2 separate regions of the Callithrix jacchus genome follow, and region 2 is linked to region 1. A link is a contact called in public Hi-C data. All regions are on one chromosome and are shown on one strand. Each heading gives the region's core, a stretch centred on a gene start, on an enhancer-like site or on the middle of the called end of the contact. The rest is flanking DNA. Distances are from core to core; before and after follow the strand shown. Region 1 overlaps RAP1GAP2 (RAP1 GTPase activating protein 2). Region 2 overlaps RAP1GAP2 (RAP1 GTPase activating protein 2).

Evidence for each region. A called contact is a pair of places that touch in the nucleus more often than the background predicts.
Region 2: a contact with region 1 is called in a Hi-C map of skeletal muscle, with 3 times the contacts expected there. The contact joins two enhancer-like sites. A contact is called at or near these places in 2 of 3 Hi-C or Micro-C datasets (induced pluripotent stem cells and skeletal muscle).

The regions. Positions count from the first base shown.
Region 1 is chr5:65,364,057-65,369,304 of calJac240_pri, forward strand. The region is part of intron 4 of RAP1GAP2 (RAP1 GTPase activating protein 2); the gene reads right to left. Among named protein-coding and RNA genes, the nearest start is that of RAP1GAP2, 130 kb to the right of the region's middle. Within about 2 kb of position 3,030, at least 3 of the 16 cell types and tissues checked have an H3K27ac peak or open chromatin away from gene starts, as enhancers often do.
Region 2 is chr5:65,445,677-65,450,924 of calJac240_pri, forward strand. All of the region lies in intron 3 of RAP1GAP2 (RAP1 GTPase activating protein 2), which reads right to left. Among named protein-coding and RNA genes, the nearest start is that of RAP1GAP2, 53 kb to the right of the region's middle. Within about 2 kb of position 2,380, at least 3 of the 16 cell types and tissues checked have an H3K27ac peak or open chromatin away from gene starts, as enhancers often do.

The DNA.
Region 1 (5,248 bases), core at 1,780-4,279:
CCCTCACTCCGCAGTGCTCTCTGCTCCCCAGACAAGGTTCCTTTATAAACCAGCCTCTTTCCAGCTCGCTCACACATCCACATGGTTCCATTCCCTTCCACTGGCCCTTCTCTCTTCCCGCCCTACCCTGCCCACTGTCAGCCGGCTGGCTCGTGAAGAAGGGAAGCCGCAGCCACGCTGCTGCGCTGTGAGCTGGGACACTGGGCTTCCTCCCTTCTGCCAATAAGTATTGAGAACCAAGCGCTACAGAACCTCCCCCATTCCCCTCCTCCCGCAATCCCGGCCTCAACCTGTGCCTGGAGGAGGAAACAGGCTGAAGAAGCTTCTGGGTTTGCCCATCCCAAGGGAATGCATCACAGACCAGATGTGGAACCCACACCCTGCCCACGGTCCCTGCTCCGAAGTTGTCCCCTGCCTGACCTTCCCTTCCATCTCCTCCACCCCTCTAGACAGAGTCCAGCATCATCTCAGGGAACCGTGACCTCAGCGCCACAGAGCTGTATCATCAAGTTGATGATACACTAGATGGCACAACAAAGAACGACCCAAAACATTCAGTCACGTTCACCCGACTAGTCCTGCCGGTAACTTGGCTAGGACCCACAGCTCACTTCACACATCTCCAAAATAAAGATTCTCTATCTGTTCTCACTGTCCAACCCACTCCCAGGCTGTGCAGATAAGACTGAATCAAAACTTGCATCCCTGCTGCTCTCACTGTGTTTAAAATGATAAAATAAATAGGCCGAGTACAGTGGCTCACACCTGTAATCCCAACACTTTAGGAGGCCGAAGTGGGTGGATCACAAGGTCAGGACTTCCAGACCAGCCTAGCCAGCGTGGTGAAACCCCGTCTCTACTAAAAAAAAACACAAAAAAATAGCCAGGCATCGTGGTGCACACCCGTAATCCCAGCTACTCCGGAGGCTGGGGCAGGAGAACCGCTTGAACCTGGGAGGCAGAGGTTGCAGTGAGCTGAGATGGTGCCACAGCACTCCAGTCTAGGAGACAGAGTGAGACTCCATCTCAAAAAATAAATAAAAATAATAAATAAATAAATAAAAATAAATTTTTAAAAATGTTAAAAATGCAATCTTGCAGAATTTCCAAAGCAAGAGGCATCATAGGCCGAGACACACAGCACATACCAACGACCCTTCCTCCCCTCCTCTCCCTGAGCTTCGGGTCCCACACTGGTTACAGGGTACGCAGTCGGCCACTCTCCATCCTCCTCTACTGGGGCTCCAATTGTCCCCCAGAGAGACCATGAGGGGTCCCGTCACCAGTAATGACCTGTGCTCCAGAGCTTGGCTGCTCCTGCACTATCCTGCTTGGAGACCCCCATCGTCGCACCTTCTGCTTCAGCACAAAGGAGGAAAGCAATGTGCCTCAGCCCCCAGGCCCACATCAGCACTGCTGGGAACAGCAAAAGCAGCTTCAGAGATGAGCTGAACTCGAATTTCAATGATCTGGGCTCTTCCTGTTAACAGACTCCTCCACCTGGGACAATGGATTACTGGCCTAGCACAGAGCAGGTGTTCATTGAACGTGCTGGACTGAGAACCGAATACATCCATATATATTGTCTTTGTGCTGCTGGGTTTCCTTGAATAATGGGCAGTATCAGAAAAGAAGTCATGGGAAGCTGGGAACTTTGGGGGCGTGTGCTTCTGATGTGCCTGAGAGACACTATCTCCATAACCCCAACTCAACCCCACCATCCCCTAAAAGACCCCAAGCTGCCCTCCCCATCACTAGAGGGAGGAGGAAGGCAGAGCGGTACCAGCCTCACTTGCTGGGAGCTTCATTTCAGGCTGACCTGCAGAAAGAGCAGACATCTGTAAATCGCATATTCTGTTCCTTTCCCGTCTTCCAGCTAATGATTACTTAAATAAGTGCTTCGGTCCCGAGTGACTCTAACAGTTAGTCCCCAAGCTCCAACAGCCTCATTATACACCAACAACCGCGTGGGGACTGGAATGCCAAACAGCTCTCCTCCCTATAAGCCATATGTTAAATAACATCATGGCCCCACCCCCTTTGGCCAGCTGGGGCTGATGAACGGGGTGCTGGGGCAAACAGAGGCTCTCACCAGGTTGGGGGCGAGACAATAGGCTATCCTTCCAGGGGCCACCCTGCTGTCCTGGCTACAGGAATCATTCAGCTGCAAATACATTCACCCCAACGTGGGGGTCCCACAATACCCACCCCCAAACACACATCCAAAACACTCGATGATACAACAAAGAACCACCCAAAACATTCCCAGTCACGTTCACCAGCACACACACATAGGAAACACTCACTCATGGCAAACATACACACCTAGTACCCAGCCAGGTTTATGGGCCCAAAAGGCGAGGACCATGAAGCAGCTGCACCACACCCTCCCACCATAAGCAGTTATAGAGTCTCCTCTGTTACCCAGGCCAGAGTTCAAGGGCATGATATTAGCTCGCTGCAACCTCCGCCTCCTGGGTTCAAGCAATTCTCCTGCCTCAGCCTCCCGAGTAGCTGGAATTACAAGCATGCAGCACCATGCCTAGCTAGTTTTTTATATTTTTAGTAAAGATGAAGTTTCACCACAGTGGCCAGGCTGGTCTCGAACTCCTGACCTCAGGTGATCCACCAGCCTCGGCCTCCCAAAGTGCTGGGATGACAGGTGTGAGCCACTGCACCCGGCCCTTTTGTTTTGTTTTGTTTGTTATTTTATTTCCTTGTTTCAGTTTTGTGCAGTTTCTAATTTGCCTATCCCGTGGTCCCCCCAGACACAAGAGGCACACAGAGTGGAGGAGGACAAGTTAGAGGCCTCAGCCTCTTCCTTAAATCCCACTGCTTTTCTACCAACCAGAAGAGATCAATGCCTCTGCAGGTGTTTGAAGCGGCACTCCCACGTGGCTCCAAGAGCTGGTACCACCTTGCAGACCCTGGGCTGAAGCTGCAGCCCAGGCAAGACCGAAACAGCGGATAAGCCAGCAAAGTAGGAAACCCAGGGCAAGAGCAGAAGCCCCTGCTCCAAGGGAGGAAAAGCTGCCACACGCCCCACTCAGGCCTGGTCTAATGAGGTTTCCAGGACACCTCCACAGTGAGACTGGCCCTGGACACAGGGCAGGGTTCCAGTTCCCAGCCACCTGATCCTCTGGGTCTACCCAGTGGGCACCGTGAGCAGCTGGTGGGCTTGTCACCCCTTCCCAGACCCCCAGCCCCAGCCATGGGCTCCCATCTGGTACTATTGGTACTAGCCACAAGGGGGCCTGGTGAGCCATTGTGGGGAGGTCTAGATCCACAGCCGGGGTAATCCGGGTTCCGTTCACCTCACAGCCAGCGACGGATGAGGCTGAGGTGGGTGACAGCAAGGTAGATCCATCTAGAGAGCCCCCCAAGCCTCTTACAGTCCCTGACACCCTTCCAGGAACCTTTCAGGCCACACAGGGCAAGTGATACACTGTGTCTTTGGCCACACAGCTCATCAGAGGGAAGAGTGATGCACGGGTCTGTGCATCGTGGCCGTGCCCTCCCGGGCCTGAAGGACAGGCCATGTCTGGAGGAGGGGGTGCACCAGTGATCTGGGCTCAACCTACAAGGCTGAGGCCAGGAACGTGCTCTCAGGACCATCGCCTCCTGGAACTATCAGGCAGCATGGATGGGGACTGCCTCTGGAAAACAGGGTACCCAGGAAAGGAGCCTGCTGCCTTCGTGGAGTGGGGTGAGGCAGTCAAGGGGTCTTCACTACCAGGGGCAGAACCTAGCCTTGAGCATGAAAGGCCTGCCCTCAGCTGGAGCAGAGGGGTTTCAGTCTTCCCAGGGGACAGGCCCCCCACCCCCGCACCCGGCTCAGCTCTACAGAATTCTGTATACCTCAGGCAACAGGGTCTTTGTGCCTCCACTGGCTGATCAACCTGGCCCCATGGTTCCCCTGAAACTTCACTTGTCAAGGTCACCAAGGACCTCCATGCTGCCAAATGCTACAAGAAGTTGTGCCCTCAAGAGTCCCTGGGAAGTGGCCAGGTGCAATGGCTCATGCCTGGAATCCCAGCACTTTGGGAGGCTAAGGCAGGAACATCACAAGTCAGGAGTTTGAGACTAGTCCATGCAACATGTTGAAAGCCCGTCTCTACTAAAAAGACAAAAATTAGCCAGGTGTGATGGCGCATACCTGTAGTCCCAGCTACTCAGGAGGCTGAGGCAGGAGAATCGCTTGAACCTGGGAGGCAAAGGTTACAGTGAGCCAAGTTCCCGCCACTGCACTCCAGCCTGGGTGACAGAGCGGGACTTCGCTCTGTCTCAAAATGGAGAAAAAAAATTATGCATTCCCTCATCCTGATTGCTCAGCACCACCACCTCAATCATCTGTAGTGTCTCCTCTGGGCCTTCTGGACCCTCCAGCTTTCCCGGTGTCACCTGAGCCCTCCCTGCAGGCTCCTCCTCCGTATGATCCTGAGGTCAGGGCTCAGCGAAGCGCCTCCTCTCCTCTGTCTATGCCATCCTCCCAAGCTGCCCACCCACTCTTATGAATTTAACACCATCTCTACGCTGATTCTCCACATGAATGTCCCTAACCATGACATCTCCTTGGAGCTCCAAATGAGCATCTCCAAATGCATGTTTAATTTCTCCACTTCTCATGAGGATATCAAACTTGGCCTGTGTTCCCTGAACCTGCCCCCGCCCCAGGCATCTCCATTTCAGAAAATGGGACTGGAACCTACCCATTGCTCAAGCCCCATCTAGGATGACTAAACCTCAAGATACTTCCTTCTCCCTCATCCGCCACGTCCAACCCATCAGCCCACCCTGCTGCCTCGACCCCCTCAGCACACCCTGAATGCACCGTTTCTCAGCATGTCCACCACCAACACCCTCTGGTCCAAGCTCCCTCCTTCACTTTTTGCCCAGACCCCGACAACCGTCTCCCATCTTGTCCTTCTGCTTCCACTTTTGCTGACCTGTAATCCATTCTCCACATGGCAGCCAGATGTGAATCACATCACTCTGCTGGTGAAAATCCAGCTGTGTCTCAGAGTAAGGATGAGGAGGAGGAAGGGGAAGAAGCCTAAGCAATGGAAGAGGGTAAGCATGAGGCGCGTGTGGGGAAAATAATCAGCCTCACCTGCTCACCTGTGTTGATGTCAAATAATCCCTACCAGGAATGACTTTACCAGGAACCATCTCACCAAGTGCTCTGGGAGATGCCCCAGGCAGACATGTGTGCGCCTCCAGCAAAGAGGAGGCTGGCCTACCTTCTCTC
Region 2 (5,248 bases), core at 1,130-3,629, 81 kb after region 1:
GTGGTGACTGGCGCCTGTCACCAGAGGCGCCTGCTACTTGGGAGGCTGAGGCAGGAGAATCGCTTGAACCCGGGAGCGGGGGCAGAGGTTTCAGTGAGCCAAGATCACACCACTGCACTCCAACCTGGGCGATAGAGTGAGGCTCCATCTAAAAAAAAAAAAAAAAAAAAAAGAATTGGTCTGGAAAAAGAATAAATGAGTGTCCTTGGTGGAGAAGAGGGAAGAGCAGCAGCACAGCCCAGAGCTTCTCCTCCAGCTCTCCTGCCTCGCTGTAGCACACAGCACCCAAGTACCCACAGGGTAGCTGATGGACTGCTTCTGCTAAATGGCAGAGACAGTGATGAGGGTGCTGGCCTTAGGTCTGTCCTAGCATGGGGTGTATTTTATCCACACACAGAAGGCTGCATCTCAGCAGAAGGCTGGACCCTCCTTCCCAGCAGGTGCGAGTGTGGGAGCTAGTTCAAGTCAAGTGCTAGTTAAGGTCACGTGGGTAACAGGAGGGCTCACACCTGTAATCCCAGCATTTGGGAAGGCCGAGGCAGGTGGATCACTTGAGTTGGGACCAGAAGTTCTAGACCAGCCTGGGCAACATAGTGAGACCACATCTCTTCAAACAACAACAGGGAATTGGGATGATGAAGGTACCAAATCCACCCAGCAAGTTCTATTATTCTTTCTCTTATTCTGGAGTTCCCAGCCCTCTCAGTCCCTCCACAACCCCAATGTGGCTGCAAACACAAGGCTGTCCCCAAAAAACCATAACCTCTCAGACCCTGACTCCTGAGTCTCTAAGAGGTAGAATGTTCCTGGTGGCGAGATTCCATCCTTCTGCACCTGCCCTACAAACTTGCCACCTCCAGGGCATAGACAGCAGTTCCCTCCTTAACTCCCACTCCAGCCCCGACAGCCATCACACCCACACCCCGCACCCCACAGAGGGAACCCCAAAGCACGAGAAGACCCATCAATAAAAGACAGTGGAACCACCATCAATGCTAGGCCTACCTGTTCCACCAGCATTTATGAAACACGCACAGTATGTCCAGCTTTATGCGAGCGACCAGGGCAAGGGAAAAAAATGGAAAACCATCCCTGCCCAAAACTAACGGGGTTAACACACAGCAAACCACAAAACAAGGCCATTTCCGGCCACTGTGTGCAGTGAGCCCAGCCAAAGGTCTCCACAGCTGGGCCATTCACCACCACCTCCACGGTTCTTTGTCTTAACATCATGCTGCTCTGCTGTTCATTATTTTGTTTTAATTACATCAACTTACCTTTTCACTTAATTTTAATTATTTATTTATTTTATTTTTATTTATTTATTATTTCTTGAGACGGAGTTTCGCTCTTTTCACCCAGGCTGGAGTGCAATGGCACCCCGCAACCTCCGCCTCCTGGGTTCAGGCAATTCTCCTGCCTCAGCCTCCTGAGTAGCTGGGATTACAGGCACGTGCCACCGTGCTGAGCTAATTTTTTGTATTTTTAGTAGAGACGGGGTTTCACCATGTTGACCAGAATGGTCTCGATCTCTTGACCTCGTGATCCACCCGCCTTGGCCTCCCAAAGTGCTGGGATTACAGGCTTGAGCCACCGTGCCCGGCCTATTTATTTATTTTTTGAGATGTTGTTTTGCTCTGTCGCCCAGGCTGGAGTGCAGTGGTGTGGTCTCAGCTCACTGCAACCTCCACCTCCTGGGTTCAAGCAATTCTCCTGCTTCAGCCTCCCAAGTAGCTGGGATTACAGGTATTCGCCACCACACCCGGCTAATTTTTGTATTTTCAGTAGAGATGGGGTTTCTCCATGTTGGCCGGGCTGGTCTCAAACTCCTGACCTCAGGTGATCCACCTGCCTCAACCTCCCGAAGTGCTGGGTTTACAGATGTGAGCCACCGAGGCCGGCCTTTACTTAATTTTACAAGAAAACGTTATTGAACCCTGAATGAAAATCCGTTCTCACTTGCCATTTCTACCATGAAAACAAATATAAATTTATCAAATTTTACCTCAATACTGTTGCCTGACAAAAGCTCTAAGCTTGAAGCACCTTCCTTAAAAAAGCAGGCGGTGTTAGGTGCTAGTGACACATCTGCACCAAACCATTTTTTTCCTTGAAAAAAAAATCCCAGTTCAAAAGAGAACGGACAGGGAAGAATTTTCACATTACCGTGCTCTAAGGCCACATTCATGAGGCACTTTGGGGTGAGCTAAGAAAAACACATGCAGACTACGGGAAGTGAGGACCGCAGCAGTCAGTGAAAGGGTCTCCCTCCAGGTCCCAGCTCACAGGATCTCCGTGGCCTGTTCCAGCCTCCAGAGCCCATAGTCGTCCCAGAGCCAGGCAGCTGCCAACCCAGGTCTCTCCCAGTCCCGGGAACTAGAAAGGCTGAGGGGGCCTGGGTGGGAATCAGGCCTGGGGCGGGAGACAGGGAAGTTAATCATGAACAGAGAGCAGACAGCTGCACAGCCCGTTCCTAAGGGGCCAGTGGGTTGAGGCAGACAGACACGCATGCCTGGCCCTGAAGAAAAGGGCCTTTTGTGCCTGGGAACCAGCTCCAGGAGACATGTCCATAAGAAAGCAGGAATCAGCCCCAGGCCTGTGCCCCGATCAGAGAGCCAGCCTGCAGCAGACTCCACCTCCTCGCCCTGCCCAGCCTCCAACTCCCAGCACCCCACTGCTCAGCAGAATGACTGCCACCTCTCAGGGCTGCGGTTGGGGGTGAGTGGGGGCAAGAGGAGCTATGGAGCAAGGAGGCTGGGGCCTTTGATGAAAACCAGGTGTCTTCAGACACCTTGCCCTTCCCCTTTACAGGCAGGTCCCAGCCATTCATTCCATGGACAACACAATCTTTGGAGCAACAAAAGGGTTATAAACAGAGCGCTGAAAAGGACAGGCCAGCACCCCCGCTCTCTTCTTCCCTTGAGGGTATACAAATACACACACCTGCAAGGGCATAATCATTCAGAAGCCCCCTAGCACACAGCTGAACACTCACACCTGTACTGGTAGGAAACCTCCACTCTTGGCGGGTGCATCAGCGCCCCCTGCTGAGCTACAACACAGTTGCATCTCTAGGATGCCCCCTCAGGAGGAAGACAGAGTGGGAGGATGGAGGCTGGAAGACAGTGGGGGAAGGGAAATACTGAAATCATTTGCAGTTTCTATTTTGAAAAGAGAAAGATGGGCTGGGCACGATGGCTCACGCCAGTAATCCCAGCATTTTGGGAAGCCAAGGTGGGTGGATCACATGAGGTCAGGAGTTCAAGACCAGCCTGGCCAACGTGAAACCCCAGCTCTATAAAAATACAAAAGTTAGCCGGGCTTGGTGGTGGGTGCCTGCAATCCCAGCTACTCAGGAGGCTGAGGCAGGAGAACTGCTTGAGCCCAGGAGGCTGGGTTTGCAGTGAGCCAAGATCATGCCACTGCACTCCAGCCTGGGCAACAAAGCAAGACTTTGTCTCATAAATAAATAACCAATTCAAAAAGAAAGAGTGCCAGGCGCGGTGGCTCAAGCCTGTAATCCCAGCACTTTGGGAGGCCGAGGCGGGTGGATCACGAGGTCAAAAGAGCGAGACCATCCTGGTCAACATGGTGAAACCCCGTCTCTACTAAAAATACAAAAAATTAGCTGGGCATGGTGGCGCGTGCCTGTAATCCCAGCTACTCAGGAGGCTGAGGCAGGAGAACTGCCTGAACCCAGGAGGCGGAGGTTGCGGTGGGCCGGGATCGTGCCATTGCACTCCAGCCTGGGTAACAAGAGCGAAACTCCATCTCAAAAAAAAAAAAAAAAGAAGGAAAGAAAGAAAGAAAGAAAGAGAAGAGAGAGACACAGGAAGAAGAATCTTTGCCAACATACTGCCTCTCTTCCCCACTTCTAAAATCCCCTCCCAGAGCCCACAACTAGCCCCAAGAGCTCCATCCCACCACAATAGGGTCCCAGGCATGGCTGGGAGGCCTCAAAGACAAGCCTGGGAAACCTCAGTTCAGCCAACTTTCCTGGGGCCACAGACATCATATTAAGCAGAGGATCTAAACTGGCTCAGGTTTTGGAAACAGTCTCCATGACTTGTGTGGCATTTCCGAGCTCCGAAGAAAGGAAACCACGCCGAGGAAATCCACAGATCCCACTCAGCCGTGGGCACTCAGCACTCCAGTACCCAGAGCCATGAAGGGGGAGCCTGCAGTGCACGATGTCAATCAGAACCCTGCTGACTTCCTGTTCAGGGATTATGGAGAGTGGGTAGAGGAAGAAAGAAGTTCTTCATATAGCCCTTGGGTTACTGAAGTTATTTAAAAAGACTTTCTTTTCTGAAGTTCATTTATGGATTTTTGAATTTTTGCTAAGCAGCATGACTACAATAATTTTTCCCACAGTGAAAACATTCAGAAGGATCCTTCTGTGTGTGAAATTTCTGATGAACATGAAGAGGTGTTATTTTGCATAGATGCTGCCTAGGAGTCAGTCCAGAAAATGAGGGGCTGATGAGGCCAAGGGCTGGGTGGCCAGCAGCACAATCCATTTCCAACCCAAGGTCCCTGGCCCCACCTCACCGATTACCAAACCTCCCCAGCTGCTGCTACTCCTGAAAGCACTTCCAACTCAAGGGTTTCTGGGGCCGAGCGGAAAAGCCGGGAGGGAAGCTGTCTTTCCATAATATTAGTAACATTGCTTAGCAACATCTTTCAAAGCGAGAACCAGCAGACTCTCCAAAACCCTATTCTGTGTGGCTCTACAGAGAACAAAGTGGTTTCTTATATACAGATTATTTATATACTATTTTATATATCCAGTAACGCTTTCTGTGCCTGGCTTCTCTGGGAGATGGTAAATTACAACTATGTGAGATTTCCAGAGCACTGGAGCTTTGGGAAGCAAAACTGTTGGTGTGCTTCCTTGCTAGCCTGCTGATACTGTCATGACCCTAGCTAGCAATGTCTCTCACACACCTTCCATGTTGCTGTCCTTTAAAGACAGGTTTGGTGGAATCTTTTCATGGTGACTCAGATCCTTGATTATCAATAGCAACTAGTGTAGTAAGCTAAAATGCAGTTAGAAACTGACAGACCATTGAGAGGAAATGTCCATTTGTCCCTATGCTTAATGGCCCCAAACAGCTGTAATGCAAAAACACTACAGTGAGGGAATAAAAACGCAGATGCTGCAGTCAGACAAACCTGGGTTAGAATCCCACCCCCAGCTTTGACTATCTCTGTGGCCTGGGAATAGGATCTAACCCCCTCGGAGTCT